Linked DNA regions of Mus musculus: regions 1, 3, 4 and 5 are each linked to region 2. The links are chromatin contacts, called in public Hi-C and HiChIP or PLAC-seq maps. All regions are on one chromosome and are shown on one strand. The core of a region is the stretch at or near the end of the contact, and the rest is flanking DNA. Distances in the headings are between cores, read along the strand shown.

What was found. A called contact is a pair of places that touch in the nucleus more often than the background predicts. HiChIP or PLAC-seq counts read pairs in DNA pulled down with a chosen protein or histone mark.
Region 1: a Hi-C map of cortical neurons shows a contact between it and region 2, with 1.8 times the contacts expected there. The contact joins the enhancer-like site here to the promoter of Stac in region 2. A contact is called at or near these places in 12 of 39 promoter capture datasets (cranial neural crest, embryonic stem cells, frontonasal cranial neural crest and 6 more), 2 of 484 Hi-C or Micro-C datasets (both in cortical neurons), 2 of 115 datasets of contacts at active chromatin or transcription factors (embryonic limb bud and stem cell-derived neural progenitor cells) and 2 of 9 other capture datasets (adipose tissue and pancreatic islet).
Region 3: a contact with region 2 is called in a Hi-C map of the N1E-115 cell line, with 2.5 times the contacts expected there. The contact joins the enhancer-like site here to the promoter of Stac in region 2. A contact is called at or near these places in 4 of 39 promoter capture datasets (cranial neural crest, frontonasal cranial neural crest, hippocampal neurons and 1 more), 1 of 15 datasets of contacts at CTCF or cohesin (embryonic stem cells), 16 of 484 Hi-C or Micro-C datasets (the N1E-115 cell line, bone marrow-derived macrophages, cerebellar granule neurons and 8 more), 5 of 115 datasets of contacts at active chromatin or transcription factors (astrocytes, embryonic stem cells, forebrain and 2 more) and 2 of 9 other capture datasets (embryonic stem cells and liver).
Region 4: a contact with region 2 is called in an H3K4me3 HiChIP or PLAC-seq map of embryonic limb bud, with 5 times the contacts expected there. The contact joins the promoter of 4930545L08Rik here to the promoter of Stac in region 2. A contact is called at or near these places in 14 of 39 promoter capture datasets (the C10 cell line, cranial neural crest, embryonic stem cells and 8 more), 1 of 15 datasets of contacts at CTCF or cohesin (embryonic stem cells), 9 of 484 Hi-C or Micro-C datasets (cerebral cortex, cortical neurons, embryonic fibroblasts and 5 more), 5 of 115 datasets of contacts at active chromatin or transcription factors (astrocytes, embryonic limb bud, embryonic stem cells and 1 more) and 4 of 9 other capture datasets (adipose tissue, embryonic stem cells, liver and 1 more).
Region 5: a Hi-C map of cortical neurons shows a contact between it and region 2, with 2.5 times the contacts expected there. The contact joins the enhancer-like site here to the promoter of Stac in region 2. A contact is called at or near these places in 8 of 39 promoter capture datasets (cranial neural crest, frontonasal cranial neural crest, hippocampal neurons and 4 more), 3 of 484 Hi-C or Micro-C datasets (cortical neurons and embryonic fibroblasts), 2 of 115 datasets of contacts at active chromatin or transcription factors (forebrain and stem cell-derived neural progenitor cells) and 3 of 9 other capture datasets (adipose tissue, liver and pancreatic islet).

What each region holds. Positions count from the first base shown.
Region 1 is chr9:111,836,802-111,839,501 of GRCm38.p6, forward strand. No RefSeq gene overlaps it. Among named protein-coding and RNA genes, the nearest start is that of 4930545L08Rik, 81 kb to the right of the region's middle. Within about 2 kb of position 1,435, at least 25 of the 459 cell types and tissues checked have an H3K27ac peak or open chromatin away from gene starts, as enhancers often do. A contact at or near this core is called in cortical neurons, hippocampal neurons and pancreatic islet, where this site is marked.
Region 2 is chr9:111,689,081-111,691,780 of GRCm38.p6, forward strand. Stac (src homology three (SH3) and cysteine rich domain) reads right to left here and starts at 1,268. Exons shown (of 11, transcript NM_016853.3): 1 at 918-1,268. The coding sequence starts at 1,028.
Region 3 is chr9:111,495,887-111,498,586 of GRCm38.p6, forward strand. No RefSeq gene overlaps it. Among named protein-coding and RNA genes, the nearest start is that of Dclk3, 58 kb to the left of the region's middle. Within about 2 kb of position 1,380, at least 11 of the 459 cell types and tissues checked have an H3K27ac peak or open chromatin away from gene starts, as enhancers often do. A contact at or near this core is called in the N1E-115 cell line, where this site is marked.
Region 4 is chr9:111,917,442-111,920,187 of GRCm38.p6, forward strand. 4930545L08Rik (RIKEN cDNA 4930545L08 gene) reads right to left here and starts at 1,288. Exons shown (of 2, transcript NR_166641.1): 1 at 848-1,288.
Region 5 is chr9:111,896,855-111,899,556 of GRCm38.p6, forward strand. No RefSeq gene overlaps it. Among named protein-coding and RNA genes, the nearest start is that of 4930545L08Rik, 21 kb to the right of the region's middle. Within about 2 kb of position 1,272, at least 3 of the 459 cell types and tissues checked have an H3K27ac peak or open chromatin away from gene starts, as enhancers often do. A contact at or near this core is called in cortical neurons, where this site is marked.

The sequences.
Region 1 (2,700 bases), core at 185-2,684, 150 kb after region 2:
AGGTTGGTTGCTTTTACAACTTCTGGAGAATCCTGAGACAGCAGACGTGGGGAACCTTGCCCTGGGTCACTAGCAAAGACAGAATGAAAGTGAGGCTGCCTGAAAATCTAGGACATGAGGCTTCCTTAGTCTGCTTAGGCTCCTAATAGTGTCATTAACTGGAGACAATGAAAGTGCTCACCCTTAGAAACTAATTTTTGAAACAGACATGTAAACAATGAGTCACTCTCATAGCTAGAAGGAATGGGGATATTTACATGCGATGATACAGAAGGTGTCTGCCATGCTGGAGAATTTCCTATTCCTCCCCACAAAGAGTCAAAGCCAAAATCCCCACTGTCAAGATTAAAGCAAAGGGCAGGGCCTGTGGGAGGCTCTGAGACCATGAGAGTAGAACTTGTAAGAATGAAATTAGAGTCCGTTATAGAAGAGACCACACACAGCTTGCTTATCTCTTTCCCCACATTTGTGATTGGATGTTCATCTGTAACAAACAGCCTTTGTCAGGAGCCAAATCTGCTGGTACCCTGATTTTGCACTGTCTAGCTTCCAGAATTACAAGGAACACATTTCTGTTCCTTCCTCATGAGTCATGCAATCTACCGAAGTCTAACATCTCACACAGGCTGATGGTGGCCACACGGGGCATCTTAAAGGACAAGGCCAAAGTGAGCATGCTTCGTGTAGTAAACATTTCCCTATAAGTTATATGAATACAAACATATACACACGTGGACACACTACGTGCACCGTTACACACGGACCTGCTCATGGCATTGGGGGATTGGGAAGGTTAGATTCTGAATGTGGAGTGAAAAATATCAGCTTCAGCACCTTTCAGAGTGTTTGGATTCTTTTTCCCCAAGGTTGGCCATAAAGCAGCTTTTGCTGCTTAAAATAGAAATTCTGCTCTGGCTGCATCCAGAAAGCTACGCTTTTATGTCAATAAGCAAATCCTAGATCAACAATACTGTTTTCACCTTCTGTGAATCCACACAAGAAGTATTTAAGCACACCATCATGGCTGTGAATGAGCTCTGCTGGCCATGGGCACTTGTCATCCTGGAGCTTGCCCAGTAGCTCAAAGCCAGATGAGATCTGCACCTGTGCACACCTATGACCTATTTCTGGGGATGCAGCAGCTCACAGCTGGAGACAGAGAAAGGAGGGAGAGGCAAGGTTTGGACCTCAGGCACTGTGTGCTTCCTATCCATGCACAGAATAGAGAAGGAAGCTAACTTGCCTGTGGTGACCTTGGTGTGTGTCCTTTTGGAAAGTGGGAATGAGATTTGAGAGCAGCTGTTTGTCTTGGCATTTTATGGGCACAGACTCTGAGATCGTTATAAACACAGTGCTGGTCTTAACGTGGAGTACTCTGCCCCTCTGTAAACGGTGACACTGCAGCTTTGCAAATGCTTGCTGTGCAGTCATTTTCAGTGTCTAAATTACACTCAGTAGAGCTTTTTTGGCTCTGCTGTGGAGTAAGAGTGGGACGGCAGCAGGCTTCTGGACAGATTGCTAAATTAAAGCCTGGTTGAATCAGGATCAGTGTTGACTGTGTGCAGATGAGCAGACAGAACCTACCTGCTGTGGGCTTACTGAATACATTTTCACTGAAGGGAACTTAAATTTAGAAAAGGGAGCTAACAATGTGTAGGATACCCGTATGCCAGCCTCAGCCAAATATTTCCAATATAATTTTCGCAAATTACTTACTTTGAAGTAAAATATTGGAGACATTTTCCAAGCCAGTGAACAAAAGCAGAATCAAATGGAGTTAGGACTATCAAATACACTTGTGCAGTTCCCACAGTCCTGAACAGCTTCCAGCCAAGGGAGCAAATAGCATGTGAAATTTAACAGATTCTCTGCCTCTCAGCTGTGCACACAGCACCATAAAAGCATCAACATAGAAGCAGCCAAGAGGCTCAAAGTCGTGGCCCTGGGAGAACTACTTGGAATCACTCTATTTTTACTAATGTGTTTGCCAATTGTAATAAAGTACAAATTGAGCATAAAGGCAGGGCTACTGGGAAACCAAGAACTTGAGTGCACTTCCTATTTTGTGGAATCTAGGTTGCTCTTGTCATTTATTTTGGCCAGTGAAACAGGTAATACAATATCAGGGGCTTAGAGAGATGAGCCCCCAAAGCCTTGGAACATATGGTCTTTACTTTGGAGAGCCCAGGTGTTGTGTGCAGCTCTGGTTGATCTCTTTGAGGATCAAAACAAAAAACACCAAAAAAGCCCAAAGAAACAAAAAACCCAACCCAACCCAACCCAACCCAACCCAACCAACTAACCAACCAACCAACCAACCAACCAAAAAAAAAAAAAAAAAAAAAAAAAAAAAAAAAAAAAAAAAAAACCATGTGCAGAAAGATGCCCATAGCGGGTGAGTTGAGATCACACCTGATCAGGCTGAAATACCAGATTGTTACAGTCACTAGAGCTGACTGGTGCAGCAGAAGCAGGGGGATTGCCTAGATTAGTGCAGCTCAAATAGCTATATTTCCATATTGGGGTAAACTAATGATCATTGATTTAAAATACAAGATGGAGAGGTAGGTAGTTGCCTACTAGCAATAAAAGCAATAAGCCAACAAATCTTGGATAGGATTAACCAATTGTATTGTAAGAATTATTATCCTCCTCCTTCCTAACTCTGAGGACTTCAGCAAGTAGTAATTCACTCTTTCT
Region 2 (2,700 bases), core at 18-2,517:
TCCAAGTCTGTACGGTGTAACCACAGGGTCTCACTTTTCCTTGAGCTGATGGCCCCCTAAACATGGATCCCTTTGTGGTATTGGGAGCGCTGACATCCCTGCAATGCCCCGGGTACCCATAGAGACCTCTGCACATCCAGGAGCCTTGCACGTAAAGGAATCTACGAAGCTAACAGCAACTCCATCTTATGAATTTTACTCTCCTGGCACGGTTGCCATTTGGCTCTGTGCTGTTAAGCAGCCACGCTTTGCTTGGTTCTCTTCCAACTTTTCCAAACATGTGCCTGGCACCCACGCCAGCTTCAAAGGAAGTATAAATGTGACAGGAGACGTGCTGCGGGGTTGCGTTTGTGTATATGTGTTAGTGTGACTCTTAAAAAGACAAGTGTTAAGTTCTACAGAGTAGCAACTTTTACAAGGGGAATGCTAACTTTCTTGCAGACCAGTTACTTATGTTCGTTTAATATATTTCTTTAAACTCTTGGTATCTTAAGCTAGGGAGGCACCCTGGTAAGTGAAGGATCCCTGAGCCCCAGGATGAGGTACACTTTGTGGGCTGGGTGCTAAAGCTATGCAAAAGAGTACCCTTAGGCTGTGTCGGTCTTTCTGCCCCCAGGAGCTACCCATACCCACTCTGGCTGTGGGCACGAGTATGTTCAGGGCATGCATCATCCAAACTCCTTCTCCCACTTAAGGAAGCCATCTGGGCACCAGGGTTAGGGTAAAGTGCTTGGGCTCCTAAGGCAGAAGCTCTGCAAAGGTTTGGGTCCGCGCAGCTGTCTCAGCATGAGAAGCAACGGGTCCAGTGGATCCCAGTTCTCTAGGGATGAGTCCCATCTCTTCTGGCACCCGGACCCCAGAGGAAAGGTGTCAGAGGGAAAGGGACTCTGTGTTTCCCCAGTGTAGGCGCGCTGTACCTTGGATTCCAGGCTGCTGGTGGACGCAGGAGAGGGCGGCTGCTCTGTGCCCGTTGCCTCCCCGGTCAGTCCGTCTCCGCTGTCCTCGCGGGCGCCACTTGGAGGAATCATCGTGGCCGGCCGCGGGAACTGTGTTGGGCTTCTGGGGGAACCGCAGGCTCGTGCTTGATCGCTCAGTGCCGCCGGGTCCCCGGGATGTCCATCGCGCCAGGCGGCGGCGTGTGCCCTGGGGCCTCGCCTGACCAGGTCCTGCCCACCTCCCCGGCCTCCGCCCCGCCCCGCGCAGCGCCCGCAGCCACCTCACTGGAGATCGCGCGCCTCTAGTCGTGACTGCCGCCCACCGCAGCGGGCGGGTGGGCCCGGGCTGGCCCCTCCGAGGACGGGAGGCGGCGGCTTGGGGCGGGGCTGCGTGGTCGTGCGGGGAACCCAGGGCGGGAGGGGGCCGCGCCCACTCCGACAGTGTGGGAGATCCGCGCTGAGCGCCCGCGCTGGGTCTAGTGATGTTCTAAGGAAACCGCTCAGCAAACCCCCAAGGAACAGAAAAGAGAGTACAAACAAGTGCTATGGGCCACCTTCAGCGAACCCTTCATCCCTGGCGGCCCTGAGCATGAAGAGAGATGTGGTGGTACTTAGCTTAATTTATAGTTCAGTGACAGCAGGAACTAGTGTGGGCGTCCTCTGACCCATGGGCACTGCAATTTCCAATGTTCTGCTTTGATCTAAATCAGGCAGATAATACACTTGGTGTATGGACACCTGGTCCCCAATTTCTCCTACTGAGCCTCACAGGCTCACTATGGGTTAGGCATGGTCACTTCCATTTATAGACGAGGAAACCTAGGTTTGAAAAGGGTTGCTTAAAGCCACTCAGCTATAAATGGCAGAGCTTTTCAAATCCATGCCATTTGGACTGGGGTGCCTCAAAGCTAAGCCAGGCTTAGAGGCTGAAAGAAGTTGGGCTTCAGGGCTGGGCTTGCATTTTAGAACCTGCTTAGACCGGTGAACTGGACCGCTTTACTCAATCTCTTGGCATGGAGATTGGCAGGAGACAGAGCATCACTGGACCAAGGCATAGAAGGATCCGGTTTAGTTTTTAGACACAACAGAGTATGTAGCCAGAGGGAATACTTCTACATTTATAAAAAGCCTTTCGTACATGAATACTAGACTCCCTCCTTATTTTTATGTCTAGAAAACTAAATTTATTTTGTCATTTGGGATTAACATGTAGAGTAACTGGGTCATTTGTGATATTTTCATGTGCACATATAAATCCTTATTTCTATCTACTCTCCTCCAGCTCATCTCCAAAATCACAAACATTACCCAGGAGGCTCATGTAAGAATATAATTGAGGGTTCTAGGCCAGACTGGGCTAAGTAATGAGTTCTAGATCAGCCTGGGCTAAGTGATGAGTTCTAGATTAACCTGGACTACATAGTAACAACCTGTCTTAAAAGATAAAACAAAAGAAAAAAGATATGAGCAAAAACAACCCTAAAATCAAACAAACCCTGTTACCCACCCCCACCCCTCACCCCTGTGACTTAGACCAACCTCACCAGTAAGCCTGGAAGGCCCCAGGTGTTCCTCCATGAAACATAATCCTCATCTGTTAACTGGAAACAAAATTCTCACTAGCTGAAGTTGCACCAACAACCACCAGCCTTAGGTAGACACAGACAGAGGGACACAGCATCGGATAAATGGATCTTTAGCCCATGCCTGCTTTGTGGGAGATTGTTTTCTAGAATCAGCTACATCATGAAGCCTGTTCTCCTGG
Region 3 (2,700 bases), core at 130-2,629, 190 kb before region 2:
GTGTCAAACTTGTAATTCTCCAGCCTCAGCCACCTCAGTATTGGAGTAATTGGTGTGTACCCCACTGGAGTATTGGGTCATCCACACTCATTCCAGGCAGGAGGCCGGGCTACTGTTGAGCCTTTGGACTATGTTCTGTATTTGTTCTTTTAAGAGTGAAAAGTAGTTCTCAGTCTCTATTTTATACGAACCCGGGATCATTCTGTTTCCAGGGATAGGTAGCTGCTGAGACTGCCCCATTGTCCACCCTTAGGGCACCTCAGGATCTGGTGAGGCCAGGTGCCCTGGCATTTGGGTTCCTGGGTCCCTAGCTCTTTTTGCCCTGTTACTACCTAAGGTCTTAGGACCTCCACATGTCTCACTGCCTGATGCCTGAGAGCCTTAGAGATGCTCCTGAGAGCAGTGACTCTGCCTGGCACTGTCGCTCAGCAGCCCCTCCCCCAGCTCTGGGACATCAGTATCTCCTCATTGCTAAGGCAGGAAAAGGACAAACTTTGACCCCCAAGTTGGTTCTTCATCTTTTTTTTTGCCAAACATCCTAAAGGCCAAGGAACCCAAAGAGCTCCTATAGGAACCCAAGGAGACAAAGGCAACCGGGAGCAGAGAAAGCTAGAGGCTTACAACGAGCCTCCCAGCTGTGGGTCTGCAGAGCCTACTGACCTGCTTTGCCTGCTCTGAAGTGGGCAAAGTAGACTACACTAAAGCAGACTCCAGAGCACTTTCCAGAACAGTGTGCCTGTCTTGTCTGCCAGGATTACCCTGGTTAGGATTGTACATTATCATGGCTATTGTGAACACCGCTAGCTGGAGATACTAGTGCCCTATCCTTAACTAAGTAAAGAATCTCTGTGGACATCCTAATAAGAATCTGAAGTGTGTGTGTGTGTTTGTGTGTGCCTCTGTGTGTGTGTGTGTGTGTGTGTGTGTGTGTGTGTGTGTACAGGTGAGTGTGGAGCCAGAGGATAGCCTCAGGTCCTGTCTACTTTGTCATTTGAGACAAGGCCTCTCAATTGACCCGGGGTCCCATAGGCTGGCCAGCTAATGGGCCCCAGGATCCACCTGCTCTTACCTCTTCAGTGATGAGATACAAGTACACACCACCACGTGCAGCTCCTTAGAAGGGGTTCTTGGCTTGAGTTCAGATCTGAATGCTTGCATGGTGAGCATTTTATTGCCCCGGAGTTCAGACTTAATCTACCTTAGCCAAGAAGCTGAGTAAATTACTTTATTTGAAGTTAAACTAGGGTTTTTTGAGTTTTCCCTTACTACCAGGGCCGGTGACATCTTGACAAATGAGCAAGGGTGAACAGGTAAGTGTTCCTGATAGACTTCAGGCTGGGCAGCCTGGCAGCTCACTAAATAGCCACCAGGTGGCGCTGCATACAGCACTGCAGGCCACCTTTCCCGTGTGAGTCGCTGAGCCGTGGCTGGCCTTGGAAGTAGCATTGCTTGGATCAGGAAGGGTAGAGTTTTGCTTGTGCACAACAATGCCTTGCTGCTCATGCTCCTGACCTTGTACCCTAGGGACTGTAGCTATTATTGGTTTCTGATGAATGCTTTTCTGACAATCTGGCTTAGCATCTTTCTCATTTTCTGCCTTGCTGGGTTTAATGTCTCAAATCGGGATATTTCTGTCTGACAGATAAGGGCTGTATCATCAGAACAAGATGTTCTTGCTTGTGGTGATAAAAAGCCTCTACAGCGCTCGGCCCTGGCATAGCCTGATTCCATCCCAGGGCAGGGTGAAAGCCAGGGTGGCTGGACCAGGGGCCAGGGTGGGCAGTGCTGGAGTCAGAGGTGAAGAGGACTTCAGAGGAGGGGCTGTCACGAGAAAAGGCTTACAGTTGGAAGGATGATTAAGGTTGGAGAGGGGCTGCAGAAGGAGCTTAGGAACAGAAGTTCACAGAAAAGTACAAGCATGCTATTTGCATTTTAAAAATGTCTGCTTTGCCATAGACACTGAGCAAGCCAGAGAGACGTGTTCTCAAAGTTAAGATGGATCTGTCAAATTGCTTCTTGGAAACACATTTTCTGGGTTCAGTAGGGCACAAGTTTGGGTTGCATTTGCTATTGGGGATTCTTTGGCAGGGTGGTAGGCGGGTGATGTGGAGTCAGCTGTAAGCTACGGCCACACCCGAGGGCTGCCACACCTGAGGGCTTTGAGTCCTTTGGGTTTATTTGTGCTTATTCTCTGAGAGAGGGAGGGAAAGGAGAGAGGGCGTGAGATAGAAATTGAGATAGATAAATAGAAAAAGAAGGTTGGGCTTGGACATCAACCCGAGAGCATCAGTCTTTCTCTCCTTCTTTCCTCTTGTACTTTTTTCTTTTCTCTTCCATCTCTTCTCTCTCCCTTCTTCCCTCCCCACTGCTCGCTCTTTCTCTCACCCACAGCCCCAATTCTTGGGTCGGGAAAAGATTAGATCAGGCTAACTTAGAACTGGCCAGCATGAAGGAAGAGATAAGATCTTGAGATTGAACTGCTCATATTGTACATTTTTTTCCCCTAATAGCAGCTGCTGACAGACAAGAGACCCGTGTACCGCTGCAACCTTTAAAAATAGCTAAGGGTCAGCCAACATTTTAAGATTAGAAAACTAAAATGAGCTAGACATATCCAAAACATCGATTCTATTGATCACAACCCTAGAGCTGTGTTTCCACATGCTGAAAAATTGTTAGCGAATCATTGTATGATGAAAA
Region 4 (2,746 bases), core at 38-2,537, 230 kb after region 2:
GCATCCTATTTCACAAACTCAAAGGCAGGCAGGTGAGCTTCCATGAGCACCGCTAGAGATGGAGTCATCTGTCCACAGGGGATATATTTTTAAGAATCTGAGAGAAATCAGAGACATAATTTTGAAATGAGCAAGTGAAGGTCATTCCTGAGACTCCAGTTGTCTACTGGGAGTCCCTAATGCTCGAGGTACCTCATGTTTGATGTAAGGTGTTTTGCTGGAGAGGGTAATTCTATGTATGTGGAAGAAATGCAAAAACCGATCCAAACCAAGCCAAACCAAACAAACCAACCAAAAAAAAAAAAAATAAAAAAAAAAAATAAAAAGAAGAAAAAGAAGAAGAAGAAGAAGAAGAAATGAAACAAAACAAGAACCCAATAAGAACCCAATTAGTCCGTGTGGTGGTGCAAGTCTTCAGTCTTAGCATTCAGGAGACAAAATTGAGATGATTAGGAGTTCAAAGCCAGTCTCATCCATTTAATGAGTTCAAGGCTAGGTTGTTCACAGAGATACCCCCCTCCCATACACACAATTCAGAAAAAAAAAGTACCAACCAACAACTCTATGCTATATATTTCTTAATATTTTTGACACAAAGAGTAATGCCTAAAATTCATTTCCCTCTATAACATTGTAAGGGAGTTAACCAATAAAACACTTTTTGTTGGGGGTTGGTAGATTGTAAGAACTCATTAGTCTCCCTGTGGTTAAACCCTAGGGCAAAGAAAATAAATAAAGTTAAATTAAATTAAAACAGTTTTCTATTGGTTAAAAAGAATAAAAAGGGAAAATGGAAGACAAGCACCCACCTGGAACAAGACGGAGAAACAAAATGGCGGTTATTTACCTGAAAGAGAAGAGCCAGGGAACAGGCAAGAGTGGGTGGGTATCCTGGAGCCTCTGCAAGCCCACAGGCAGTTAGAAGAGTTTGAATGGAAGCTGCGCAGACAGAAATTCCAAGTGAGGCTGTTAACTGTGAGTAGCAGAGAAAGTCAGCACTTTCCATTTCCATGGGTGTGCCTTCACAGGCATGTGTACACACACCTGCAAGTGCAGGGCATGGTGGGTGGCCTGCCCCATAGTTGCTTCTTAGTGAGTCGCCCAAGTTCATCCTGGAATCTCCAGTTCAGGAACTCAGAGCTTCCGTCTCAATATTTTTAACGTTTCAAACTCGCGATGCAAGTCTGTAAGTACCAACCCTCCCCTGCTTGGAACTTCCTACCATAGACATCCCATACATCAGGACCCTGTTTTCATCTGGTCCAGTGCAGGATGCTGAGCTGTGCTTGAGGCGCCGGCGCTGGAGCTGGTGGAGAGCGCCACCTGCTGTCGCTCGTTGTGCCTTGTGTGCTGTGTGTTCCAGAGCTTCCGCCACTTGGACATAGCTTTCCTCAAGATAGTCTTGGTTCTTTTGGGTCATTTTGCCCAAATGCAAACGCATTTGCATTGTGGAGGGTGATGATAACCGAGAGAAAAACCTCAAATGAAACACAGTTTCTGCATGTTTAACCCACAGTAAAGGAGAGGAAAAGAAAAACTGGCCAGCTTCTTCTTCTTCTTTTTTTTTTTTTTTTTTTTTTTTGAGACAATTTTACAAGGTCAGTTAGAGAATTCAATTCTGTGCCCCAGGAAAAGCATCTAAAAGCCATTCTCCCGGCTTTATAAGATAAACGAGTTGGAATAGCATCGATATTGAACACTCTCAAATTAGCAAACAGCTTCGTCCCTGGCTCATACAGGGAACCCATTCAGTCAGCTTGACTGTAAAATTCTCCAGCATTGGTTTCAGCCCCATGGACCCCCCCTTGCCACCCCCACACACTGTGCTCCACTTCTGTTTGCAAAGGGAGGCTAGAGGAGGGGGAAATGAAAGAGGCGTAGGTTTAGAAGACCCACTAAATACAGAAGGTGGGGTCTCTAGTACCACACACATCTCTTTAATGTGATTGATTGGAGGGAAACCCTTCTTATATTTTTGGTTGTGAGCCTAGCCTTTAATGGCTGATCCATCTCTCCAGCCTGGGGTAAGCATTCTTGACAACAACCCAATGTGTGTGTGTGTGGGGGGGGGGGGGTGTGTGTCTTATTTTCTTCTGATCCCTGGCTTTCTCAGCAGTCTTTACTCACACACCACCTTTGCAGCTATAATTATACAAGGCACCCTGTAATGTGAGTCAAAATGCGCTGCACTGGAAATCTGAAGAGCTGGGCTTAGTTTTAGTGCTTTACAGCAACTGCAGAAGTGGCCTCAAGGTGCTAAAATTCCCCCCTAGATTCCAGTTATTTCACAGGTAAGAAAGGTATGTACTTTGGTGGCCAAAACCGTATCTGACCTTGGAGGCATGTCATGTATTGTGACCATAAGAACGCCCATTAATAAGACTACATTTTTAGAATAGTATAATTAAAAGGAATAATTTGTAAAGGTGATTTAGCCTTCGGAATCCCCAGTTGACAGAAGCAGTGGGCACGCTACTGTATTGTTATCATCACTCCTTAAGATGATGGCATAGAATTTTGTTGGGTAGCCTGAGAGAATTGCATCTGAGTGTGTGACTAACAAGAGTTCAAGTTTAAAGCACAATTCGTGTGAAATATCCAACAGAGAAGATAGCTTCATTTCACAATCATGCTGGTATCTTGAGTTGAATTACCACTCTCAAAAATTATCATCGTAAGCCACAGAGATCGGGGCTTTGTATCTGTGCCAGTAACAAGTTATTTAGTCTGGAATCAGCTAAGGCTG
Region 5 (2,702 bases), core at 22-2,521, 210 kb after region 2:
CCTACACTTGGGCATTAGGCACTTAACTCTGGTCTTCTTCAATTTCTCTTAACTGCTAAATAATTTTTATGTTTTGAACTTGAATTGGGAGTATCACAGTCTTGATGATTTAATACAGATAGAAAAAATATATAAGCACACATATGTCAACACACAGTTTGGTATCCAGAAAGGGGCAGGTAAGTAGAGGATGCAGGTCTTTGCTTAGGAAAATTTATTTCGTTCTGACAAATAGTTAAAAATATAAGAGATGGGAGATGGCTTAGTTAGCAAAGTGCTCACCACATAACCAAGAGGACCTGAGTTTGCTTCCCAACACTGAAGTAAAAAGTCAAATGCAGTTGTATTCTCCAGGGCTTGGGGGTAGGAGGGAAATGGAAGTCCCTGAGGCTCACTGCCCAGCCAGTCTAGCCTAAGTGGAAAGCCTCAAGTCCCAGTAAGAGAGCCTGCTTCAAAAAATAAATTAAGATGGATAGCTCTTAAGAAATGAAATAGGAGATTGATTTCTCTCCTTCACAAAATCTTGTGTATGCATGCACACAGGTGTGCAGATACACATTTGTAAACACCATATTTTAATTCAACTTTCATATTACACATGGGGGTGGATAAAGGGATGGAGGGAGAGAGGGTTGGAGAGAGAGACAGAGAGAGAGAGCATATATATGCTATATAGCTCTCTTCTCTCTCTCTCTCTCTCTCTCTCTCTCTCTCTCTCTCTCTCACTCTCCACACACACACACACACACACACACACACATACATATTTTCCACCACTTGACACGACCATACACACACGCACACACTCATATACACATTCTCTTTGCTGTCTGAAGATCTTTAAGACTCCATCTCTTGTCTGTTTAGTGGACTCCGTTGCTCTATTGTTATGGCAGCAATTTGCATGGTAGCATAGAAAAGCAAGAAAACCCACCCACTTCACAAAAGCATCTGGTGTGTTGCTTATGTTTTTATCCTCCTCCATGTCTTGCTATGGAAATCCAGATCGAGATTTTAAGGGAGCAGGAAGAAGGTGAGAAAACACTTCTCCTGAAAGAGACACTATTTTAACTGAAATAAATAAAGCAGCGAATATTCCAGAATATTATGGAAGCAGTGACAGAAGAACTTGCCACTATCAAGACTGAGAATCACAGGGTAGATTTGGATGAATGATGTTAATATATTCCTGTCTGGTGGGGTGTCTATAAATAGCACCCGCCAGGCACAGGGTGAGTCCTTCATGATTAGTCTCTCCTGACTTGCTTCATCATTTGGTACCCTCAGACTCTTGACAGTCACTCCTGCTGATTAGGAGGGATGAGCCGGCCCCTTCAGGCTGAAACAGGGCTCTCAGCAAGAAGAGGCAGGCTCTACCCAGGTCTCCCAGAGACCCCTGGAACAGATAAGTACTTCTTCTGTGGGGCCACAGAGACCTCCGAGTTCCCAGAGTACAATGGAGTCACAGTTGACACTTGAAACCTGAAATGGCAACTTTGGGGAAGGAAGAAAGGCAGCCATCCTATTGTGATTCTATTCTGACTATTTTTGTGTGCACATCAGACTTCCACTCTGCCTTTCAGATACCTCTGATGTACTTGACACTGTGTAGGTCAAAGCGGCCCAGGGCACGGCTGTGGAAGGTGAGTAGCTACAGGGAATACCTTCCTATTAGATACGTGATGGGTGGGGTGGGAGAGAAAGCCTGGCATCTGGAGTCTAAATCCATCACGCAGAATCTAAATTGGTAGACAGATTTTACATGGGCAAACAATTACTAATGTAGTCTACTTAGTTCTGAACTCTGGTAGAGACAACAGTCTGAAGAAATGAAGGCACAGGAAATACAGGGGGTAGGCTGTGTGTCTGTCACAGAATAGGCAGCCTTTCCTCCACACTTGAAAATTATTAGGTAGCAACTTGATGCTTTACCTGGAGGATTGGTAAGATATTTTTATACTAGAAATGCTTGAGTATAAGTGTCGTGACGAAAAAAGCCCCTGTTGTTCATAATACTCCCCACTTAATTTTACTTGATATTGTGAATAAAGGGCAGAGGGGCCAATTAAACAAAGAAGAAAATGCAGGAGCTGTAGCTTTAAGGCTCCACATTTCTTAGGAAGACAGAAAAAAAGGTTTCTGGTCTCAGATATTTGCTTTCCTATCGTGGAACTTTCTAGAAAGTCACATTTGGACTGTGTGGGCCTGGTTTCTGCATATGGAATTTAATTATTAATAAAATTCACACGTCTAATGAGCACCTGCTGTCTTCTTTGGGTCAGTCCATTTTTATCAGTTTGGGATGGACATTAATCATGTATGGCGAACTTCTATTGGGTTTGATGTATTGCACTTTAAAAAGTTACTCTGAGATAATTTTAGACTTCGAGAACAGGAGAGCATTCCCATACATCACCCACCCAGCAAACCCTCCTGTTAGCTCCTTGCATAATTAAGAGTACATTTAGTAGAATCAGCAGTCACATGGCACCATTAATTACATTATAGCTTCTATTGGGTAGACATATCTTCTAGAAGTTATAACTAGAAAATAGTCAGTAGATAAGAAAGTATGCTTAGCAATAATTGGCCAAAGAGGAAGGTTTAGTAAACTATCACATGCAAACTCTACGACGGAGAAAGAAAAATGTGTAAACAGAGAGTTTGGGATAGTGTATGAAGAAATGAAGTTGACTTCTCAG